Linked DNA regions of Mus musculus: region 1 is linked to region 2. Evidence: chromatin contacts called from public HiChIP or PLAC-seq data. All regions are on one chromosome and are shown on one strand. The core of a region is the stretch at or near the end of the contact, and the rest is flanking DNA. Distances in the headings are between cores, read along the strand shown. Region 1 has its middle 6.3 kb from the start of Gm33951. Region 2 overlaps Pik3ap1 (phosphoinositide-3-kinase adaptor protein 1).

Region 1 (3,467 bases), core at 77-2,576, 120 kb before region 2:
ATAATAATAAATAAATCTTTGGGCTGGAGCAAGCAGGGACTGAGCAGGGCCAACTGGAGCAAGCAGAGGTCCTAAAAATTCAATTCCCAACAACTACATAAAGGCTCACAACCATCTGTACAGCTACAGTGTACTCACATACATAAAATAAATCTTTTTTTTTTTAAAGAATATAACAACGTACACAGAAGGTACACCTCATATAGTTTTGTTTATCCATTGAATTAACCTGGGAGTATACATTTGAATAAATTTCATGGATATATTCTATTAAATGGTACAGATTATTCAAAAGAATGCTCTGCCTACGTACTATTTAGAAAAGTATTCATGGTATATTGTTAAATGGAAAAAGCCTTGTTTGTGCATGCACCTATGTCTCTATAGGTGGGAAATCCCATAAATACAGGTACAGAGATGTGTACATGTGACGCCAGCTTCCTAGGAAGGCAGAGGCAAAAGAGGGATGCCAGACCCAAGGAGGACAAGACCAACATGGGAAACAGGAAGAACCTATTTCAAAGAAAAGCACACAAATAAAACAACATTAAAATGAATTTGAATGTTGCAAGGCCATCACAGGCTACTGTTTGTCTCTCCAAAGATGAGAAACTACAATGGAGGAGTAAGCGTTACAACAGTTTGATTTTTGACATGCACCTTTAACGTCTGTTTTTGTTTGTTTGTTTGTTTTTTGAGACAGGGTTTCTCTGTATAGCCCTGGCTGTCCTGGAACTCACTTTGTAGACCAGGCTAGCCTTGAACTCAGAAATCCGCCTGCCTCTGCCTCCCAAGTGCTGGGATTAAAGGCGTGTGCCACCATGCCCAGCTGCACCTTTATTGTCTTAATAACCCATCAGAAATTCTATTTCATTGATTTGATTGACAGCTTGGTGCTGAGAGACATGTACTTAAAGTAAGGTAAATCAAGGAAGAAATCGAGCCAGGCTTAATGAAGTTCCTTTAATCTCTGTACTCAGAAAACTAAGGAGAACTGCAAGTCAGAGGCCAGCCTGGGACAGTCTTTCAGAATGAAAAGGAAAAAAAAAAACAAAACAAAAAACAAAAACCCAAAGAAGTTACACTACTGGCTGGTTCATTTTGAGAGGAGCAGAGAAGCCTTTTAGGGGAGGGAGAAGGCAGCTCAAGGCTCATGTTTTCCCTCTAGCAAGGCTGAAGGGAGACTGGAAAGATGGGCAGGTTTGAGAAGGAATGGATGTGCTGTCTGAGTCGATCTAGAAGCGGTCGACAGGCACTTCAGAAAGGCTGATTTTAGCATATGTTGCACATTTCTAATCAGCAGAACTGTCCAAAAATTGAAGCATCTGTCACATGGATTTTGAGGTTTTCCGTTGCTAGAAATATCAAACCGAGGCTAGGTGACCATCTGTCATGTGTGCTGTGGAAAAGGAATCTAAATTTAACTGCAGGGTGAACTAGATAATTTTGCACATCCTTCCAATGCTATAATTCTAGGGGTTTGACACCTGGGAAACTTTATTGAACTATAAGGCTATGAATGGAGCGTCTTAGGAAGAGGCTCATCCACACCAAAGGTCTCACTGTGATAGATGGGACAGATCGGAAATCTGTGTTGTGTTGTATTCCCACACTATGTTACTTTCATGAACATGTATTAAGATTGCAATAAAACTTATTAAAAACAAACATTTCTTTCTCCCTCCTCCCTTTGGTTTTTTGAGACAGGGTTTCTCTGTGTAGCCCTGGCTTTCCTGGAACTCACTTCATAGACCAGGTTGGCCTCGAACTCAGAAATCTGCCTGCCTCTGCCTCCCAAGTGGTGGGATTAAAGGCGTGCGCCACCATGCCCAGCAAAAATAAACATTTCTATAATGTTTCCATTTTCACATCAGAGATTTTCTATAAATAATGATCTCCTTACCCCCTTGATGTCAAACACAGGTACAACATAAAGTCCTAAAGATGACTTTGTAACCATCTTCCTTCCTTCCTTCCTTCCTTCCTTCCTTCCTTCCTTCCTTCCTTCCTTCCTTCCTTCCTTTTTTGAGAAAGCATCTCACTATGCAGGTCTGGATGGCATTTAGCTCACTCGGACCCATCTTCCTCTGCTCTCCAAATATTGGGATTAAAGGTGTGCTCCATCATGCTCTGCCAAGAATGAAGATATTCTTTTTTTTCTTCTTCTTCCTTTCTTTCCTTTAAAAAAGTACTTATTTATGTATTTTATGTACATGAGTGCTCTATCTTCGTGAACACCAGAAGAAGGCATTAGATTCCATTCCAGATGGTTGTGAGCCACATGGATGCTGGGATTTGAACTCAGGGCCTCTAGAAGAGTAGACATTGCCCTTAACTACTGAGCCAGCTCTCCAGACCCAAATGTAAGTATTCTAATAGATAGTTGTGCCTTTCGCTTTCAGCTTCTTCTTGTTGTGATATATGGCAGACTTCTCAGATGATGAAAGTCCCCTAGAAGCCTCACACTGGGAGAAAGCAAGCAATGGGCTCTGCCAGCCAGCAGGGAAGTGTGTCTTCCAGAGAGAGGTTCCACATAGCTCTGACAAAGTGTCATACAACCTTGCAGGGGAGGGTGGGACCCAGAGGATGATGATGGGCAGGCCGCACTCTGACTGGGGCTGTTCAGCTCTTCAGACTTCATGGAAGGACTTGAAGACAGACTAGGAGAGCTGGGTCACTGCACCTCTCTGTCTCTTCCCATGAGGGTTATTGATTTTCACCGTGACCTCTTTGTTTAATTGTCCTGTCAAGCTTGGTCTCTGAGGACTGCCTGGGCCTAGGCTGTGACCCTAACAACTTCCAAAACAAAGTAGGGTTTTTTTTTTCTTTTTGTTTCTTCTCCTTTCCTTCCCTTTCTCACTTTCTCTCTGTGGGGTGTGTGTGTGTGTGTGTGTGTGTGTGTGTGTGTGTGTGTGTGTTGAATGTGGAAATCAGAGGTCACTATTAGGTGTCTTCCTTACCATCCTCCACCCCAGTTTTTGAGACAGGGTTTCTCACTGAACCTAGAGATAACTGATTAAGCCAAAATCCTTTAAAAATGTAAAACATTTATTTATTCTCTTTCTCTCTGTCTCTCTCTGTGTCTCTCTGTCTCACTCTGTCACCCTCTGTCTTTCTCTGTCTCTCTGTCTCCCTGTGTCTGTCTGTCTGTCTGTCTGTCTCTCTGTTTCAGGGAACAACTAGCAGGAACTGCTTTTCTCTTTCCATTGTGTAGGTTTTGAGGATCAAACTCAGGCTTGACAAGTGGCTCCCTTTACCTATTGAGCTATTTCACTGGCCCCTCTAAAAATCTTTTTCCAGACATATAGAAGCTGAAAGGATATGTAGCCTGCACAGCCATAGTGCAAACTATAATGATGAAAGTCCTCTGGGTAGAAGAAGCATGAGCGCTGGGCGTGGTGGCGCACGTCTTTAATCCCACCACTCGGGAGGCAGAGGCAGGCAGATTTCTGAGTTCGAGGCCAGCC
Region 2 (3,917 bases), core at 378-2,877:
ACTTCTCATATCTTCTCGACTTCTAGCTAAGTCACCTTCTACCAACACCACTTTAGCCTTGCTGCCAAAGGTGGTCCCTACATGTTGCTCATGGCCTATGATAGTTGTTCTCAACCCCTGGGGAATCAAACAATCCTTTTACAGGGGTCATCTAAGACCATTGGAAAATACAGGTATTTATATTATGAATCATAACAGAAGCAAAATTACAGTAATGAAGTAGCAATAAAAATAAGTTTATGGTTGGGAGCCACAACAACATGAGGAGCCAGGTTAGAGGGTTGCAGCATTAGGAAGGTTGAGAACCACTGGCCTATAAGTAGTGCACATTTTATTTATTTATTTGCCAAATGCTAAACCTGGAATCCCAAACATAAGAAACTGTTACTGGATTCAGGAAACTAACATAGTGCCAACCAAAGGTGGCCTCTGCCAGGAGTTAATGAGGAGAAGGGAGCTGTCTGTGGTTTGAGGCAGAGGTAAGGATTATGACACACACTAAGCTGTTGGGCCAGGAAAAGCTGTTCACAGGTTGTGGGGAAGTCAGCCCACAGCCTCATACTATCTGGAGACAGAGGGACAGGGCTAGCCTTTCTGACATCAAGATTCCTTTATGTAAGGTCCCTGTCTTTGGGGACATCTAGAATGCTGATAGCCGGGGAAGAAAGCCCTGGAAATTGTCAGGCACTTGGATAAACCTTCCATAAGGTGCAGGGGTGAAGACATCCCTCAGGACACTTGGTTGCACAAGTGCAGGCGCACTTGCATAGGCTGTGCATCTGTGTGGCCCTCTGTGTCATTTGTTTCTCACTGAGTGCCCACCGGGCCGTTATAAGGATCAAAACTGAGAATGTGAGCCCTGCAGGGAGGACTAGATTTTCTGAGCTTTGTTTTTCCACGTCTAAAAGAGGGAGAGGGGGGGTTTCCGAAGGAGGTGGGTGCTGGTTTGTGCCCAGTGCTGAGCCTGATTCTTACTAGGTACTCATGAAGTGTAGTTTTTATTTACGTTCCCAGACCCCTGAACATTTAACCAGGATATAACTGCTTAACTCTGTATTTAGCGTTAGAGGAAGGAACAAAGGTTAGAGCTCTGCCAGGCGAAGAATACCCGCTAATACCTGCAAACAACTATAACCCTGGTCCGTGACCACACCCTTTGCCCACTTCAAGTCCACTATGGACTTGAGTCTGCCCAGCTAGCCAGATTCCTCAGTGTGCAATGGGTCCGTCTTCTCTCGCAGGAGACGGTGGACATGCTGAAGACACACATTAAGGAGGAGTTGATGCAAGGGGAGGAGGCGGACGATGTGTACGAGTCCATGGCCCACCTATCCACAGACCTGCTGATGAAGTGCTCCCTCAACCCTGGCTGTGACGATGAGCTCTACGAGTCCATGGCTGCCTTCGCCCCAGCAGCCACAGAAGACCTCTGTAAGTAGCTCTGCCTGGTTCTGCTTTTGTCCTGCTGCTGAGAAATGGCTTTTTTTTTTCATGCTAGTCCAAAGGGGGAAAGGCCCCCAAAAGGCCCTGATTATCTCTGAAAACACCCAGTGAAGAGCCTGTGTTGCAACAGCATCAGGGCTGCAGCTGTGTGTCATAGCAAGAGAGACTTTTTCCAACTTCCTCCACTGCTTGCCTGGAAGCCTCTCGTCTTGACAGCATGGCCTGTGGTCAACAAGCTCTCAGCCCTACCAGTCTCTGTGGGCCCTTTTATGACAATGTTTCACAATGCTTTATTATCTGACACACGATTTATGTATGGTATAACACACATGAAACCCACTGGCTTCCCTATACTGCCTTAATTGAGTGTATAGTAAGTGGAGACTTCACATGCTTACACATGTCTGCATGTGAAGACATGTGAATAGGCATGTCTTCATGTGAAGACATGTGAAATAGCCCTGTACAGGCAACTACACTCAGAGCCACCACCAACGTCATAGCCTTACATGTTGACTGACATGTGTCTGTTGTCTTGGTGACTCAACTACCTAGAACAGTGTTGGCCTTGGCACCTGGAGTTTCTTAAATGATGAAACTCTCTTCACAACCTTATACAATGTTGAATTCTTAGAAAATTCAATGTACAAAATGTACTTTAAAAGACATATCTAGTCCTCCCGACCCCGTGTGTGTGTGTGTGTGTGTGTGTGTGTGTGTGTGTGTGTGTGCGCGTGCATGCAGTGGATATGAAGGCGTATGTGCCTGTGTGCATGTGTCTGTGGAGGTCAGAGGTCATCATCTTTTGAAGGGTCTGACTTTGACCTCCGTGGGCTCACTGATTGGTAGACTGTCTGATCAGCAAGCTCTGGGGAATCTTTCTGTCTCTGCCTCCCTTTCACAGGGCCACAGATGCAGGAGACCACAACTAGATTTTGTGTGGGCTCTAGCTCCTTGGACTTTCACGGTCGGTGTCTTACCAACTAAGCCATCTCCTCAGCTTGACAATTTAGAATTGGTTAGAGTCCGTGTTCCTCCACTGTAGTGGCAATCCAAACCACCCTCGGAGCTCTTCAGAACTCCCTGTAGGGGGCCTGGTGCCACCCTTCAGAGAGGTTGATCTAAATGAGATTGGATTTCCTGTCGTGTACAACGAAGCACTAAGCATTCTGACACACTGCGCAGGACTTAGCGCTCTTTCCCTCTGAGTCCACTTAATAGGTTCAAGAAAGATAAGATAACTAAGCGGCAACCCGTCAGTTTTATGGATGCGGGATTTCCAGGATGGCTAAGCTGAGTACTCCCCCACCCCTTTCAGGACCTACCAGGGAAAGGAGCCTGCTTCTCCTGCCCATGAGCTTACGGAACCGCCAGCCCCACCAGGAGTCTGTAGAGTAGGAGGTGCAGGCTGACTGGGGGTCCCTTGCCTTCACCCTTGGGGAGAGGAAGAAGCACACTTGGAAGCTCTTCACAAATGAGCCCCGGCTTGCTGGATCTGTGAGGAAGGAGGCATGATCCACACCATCACACTGTTTTACTCACTGAATCCACATGGCAACCCCACGGATGCTGTTGCTACCTGCTGTTAAAGAGAGGTTCACTTCCCCAAATGCCACAGCTAACAACCTATAGAGCACAAATTCCATACCATTTAACTCAGGCCAAATTTGTCTCTAACTTGGGACGTCGTTGTAGTTCCCGTCCCCTCCAGCAAGCCTTTTGGCCTCTAAGGCTGTTTTCTCCCCATGTGCAGATCCAGGAGCTAGCTAACAAAACAGCTCAAGGCTACTCATTCCTGTAATTCCGACACTTGGGCTGAGGCAGGGGGATTAAGCCGGGCAGTGGTGGTGCACAGGACAGCCAGGGCTATACAGAGAAACCCTGTCTCAAAAAAACAAAAAACAAAAACAAAAAAACCAACCAACCAAACAAAAAGACTAGCCTGGATTACCAGCAGACCTTGTCTCAGATCCTAAACAAGAAGATCCCCAAACAAAGAAACCCAGCTGCTGACATGAACACACACACACACACACACACACACACACACACACACACACACACACCCCTGCTCATCTACCTTCATAGCTAGCATGTATTTCCAAGGACATTTCTGTTGCAGCTACTTGATTCTCTCCCTGGGTGTTGGAGTCACAGTGGACAAAGACCTGACTTTTTCCACTTTAGCACAGGGACTCATGCAGAAAACTTCGGGCAGGACCCTTTAGGAATCCAGAAAGCAGACCTGCTTCCTGGCCCATTCCCTAGCCTGGGGGCTGTTGAACAATGAATTCCTTGCTTACTGACAGTGTCTGTTGACAGTCTTCATGCATGCTGTTCCCCCTCCTCCAAAATATGAATTTTCCCCATCGTATTGCAGGCCTCCCAAAGGGCTCCCATGCTCACTAGTGCTTCAGGGGATGCTATGGGACCAGACTCGTTGTGACTGGAAGGCAACCTGTAAAGTCGCTCAG

The links. HiChIP or PLAC-seq counts read pairs in DNA pulled down with a chosen protein or histone mark.
Region 1: an H3K27ac HiChIP or PLAC-seq map of the HPC-7 cell line shows a contact between it and region 2, with 9 times the contacts expected there. The contact joins two enhancer-like sites. A contact is called at or near these places in 3 of 15 datasets of contacts at CTCF or cohesin (CD8 T cells, large pre-B cells and pro-B cells), 20 of 484 Hi-C or Micro-C datasets (CD4 T cells, DN3 thymocytes, the G1E-ER4 cell line and 13 more) and 9 of 115 datasets of contacts at active chromatin or transcription factors (the 230-238 cell line, the HPC-7 cell line, Th17 cells and 6 more).

Annotation. Positions count from the first base shown.
Region 1 is chr19:41,437,035-41,440,501 of GRCm38.p6, reverse strand. No RefSeq gene overlaps it. Among named protein-coding and RNA genes, the nearest start is that of Gm33951, 6.3 kb to the left of the region's middle. Within about 2 kb of position 1,326, at least 6 of the 459 cell types and tissues checked have an H3K27ac peak or open chromatin away from gene starts, as enhancers often do. A contact at or near this core is called in the HPC-7 cell line, where this site is marked.
Region 2 is chr19:41,319,016-41,322,932 of GRCm38.p6, reverse strand. Pik3ap1 (phosphoinositide-3-kinase adaptor protein 1) reads left to right here. Exons shown (of 17, transcript NM_031376.4): 8 at 1,242-1,431. Among named protein-coding and RNA genes, the nearest start is that of Gm52406, 38 kb to the right of the region's middle. Within about 2 kb of position 1,627, at least 70 of the 459 cell types and tissues checked have an H3K27ac peak or open chromatin away from gene starts, as enhancers often do. A contact at or near this core is called in the HPC-7 cell line, where this site is marked.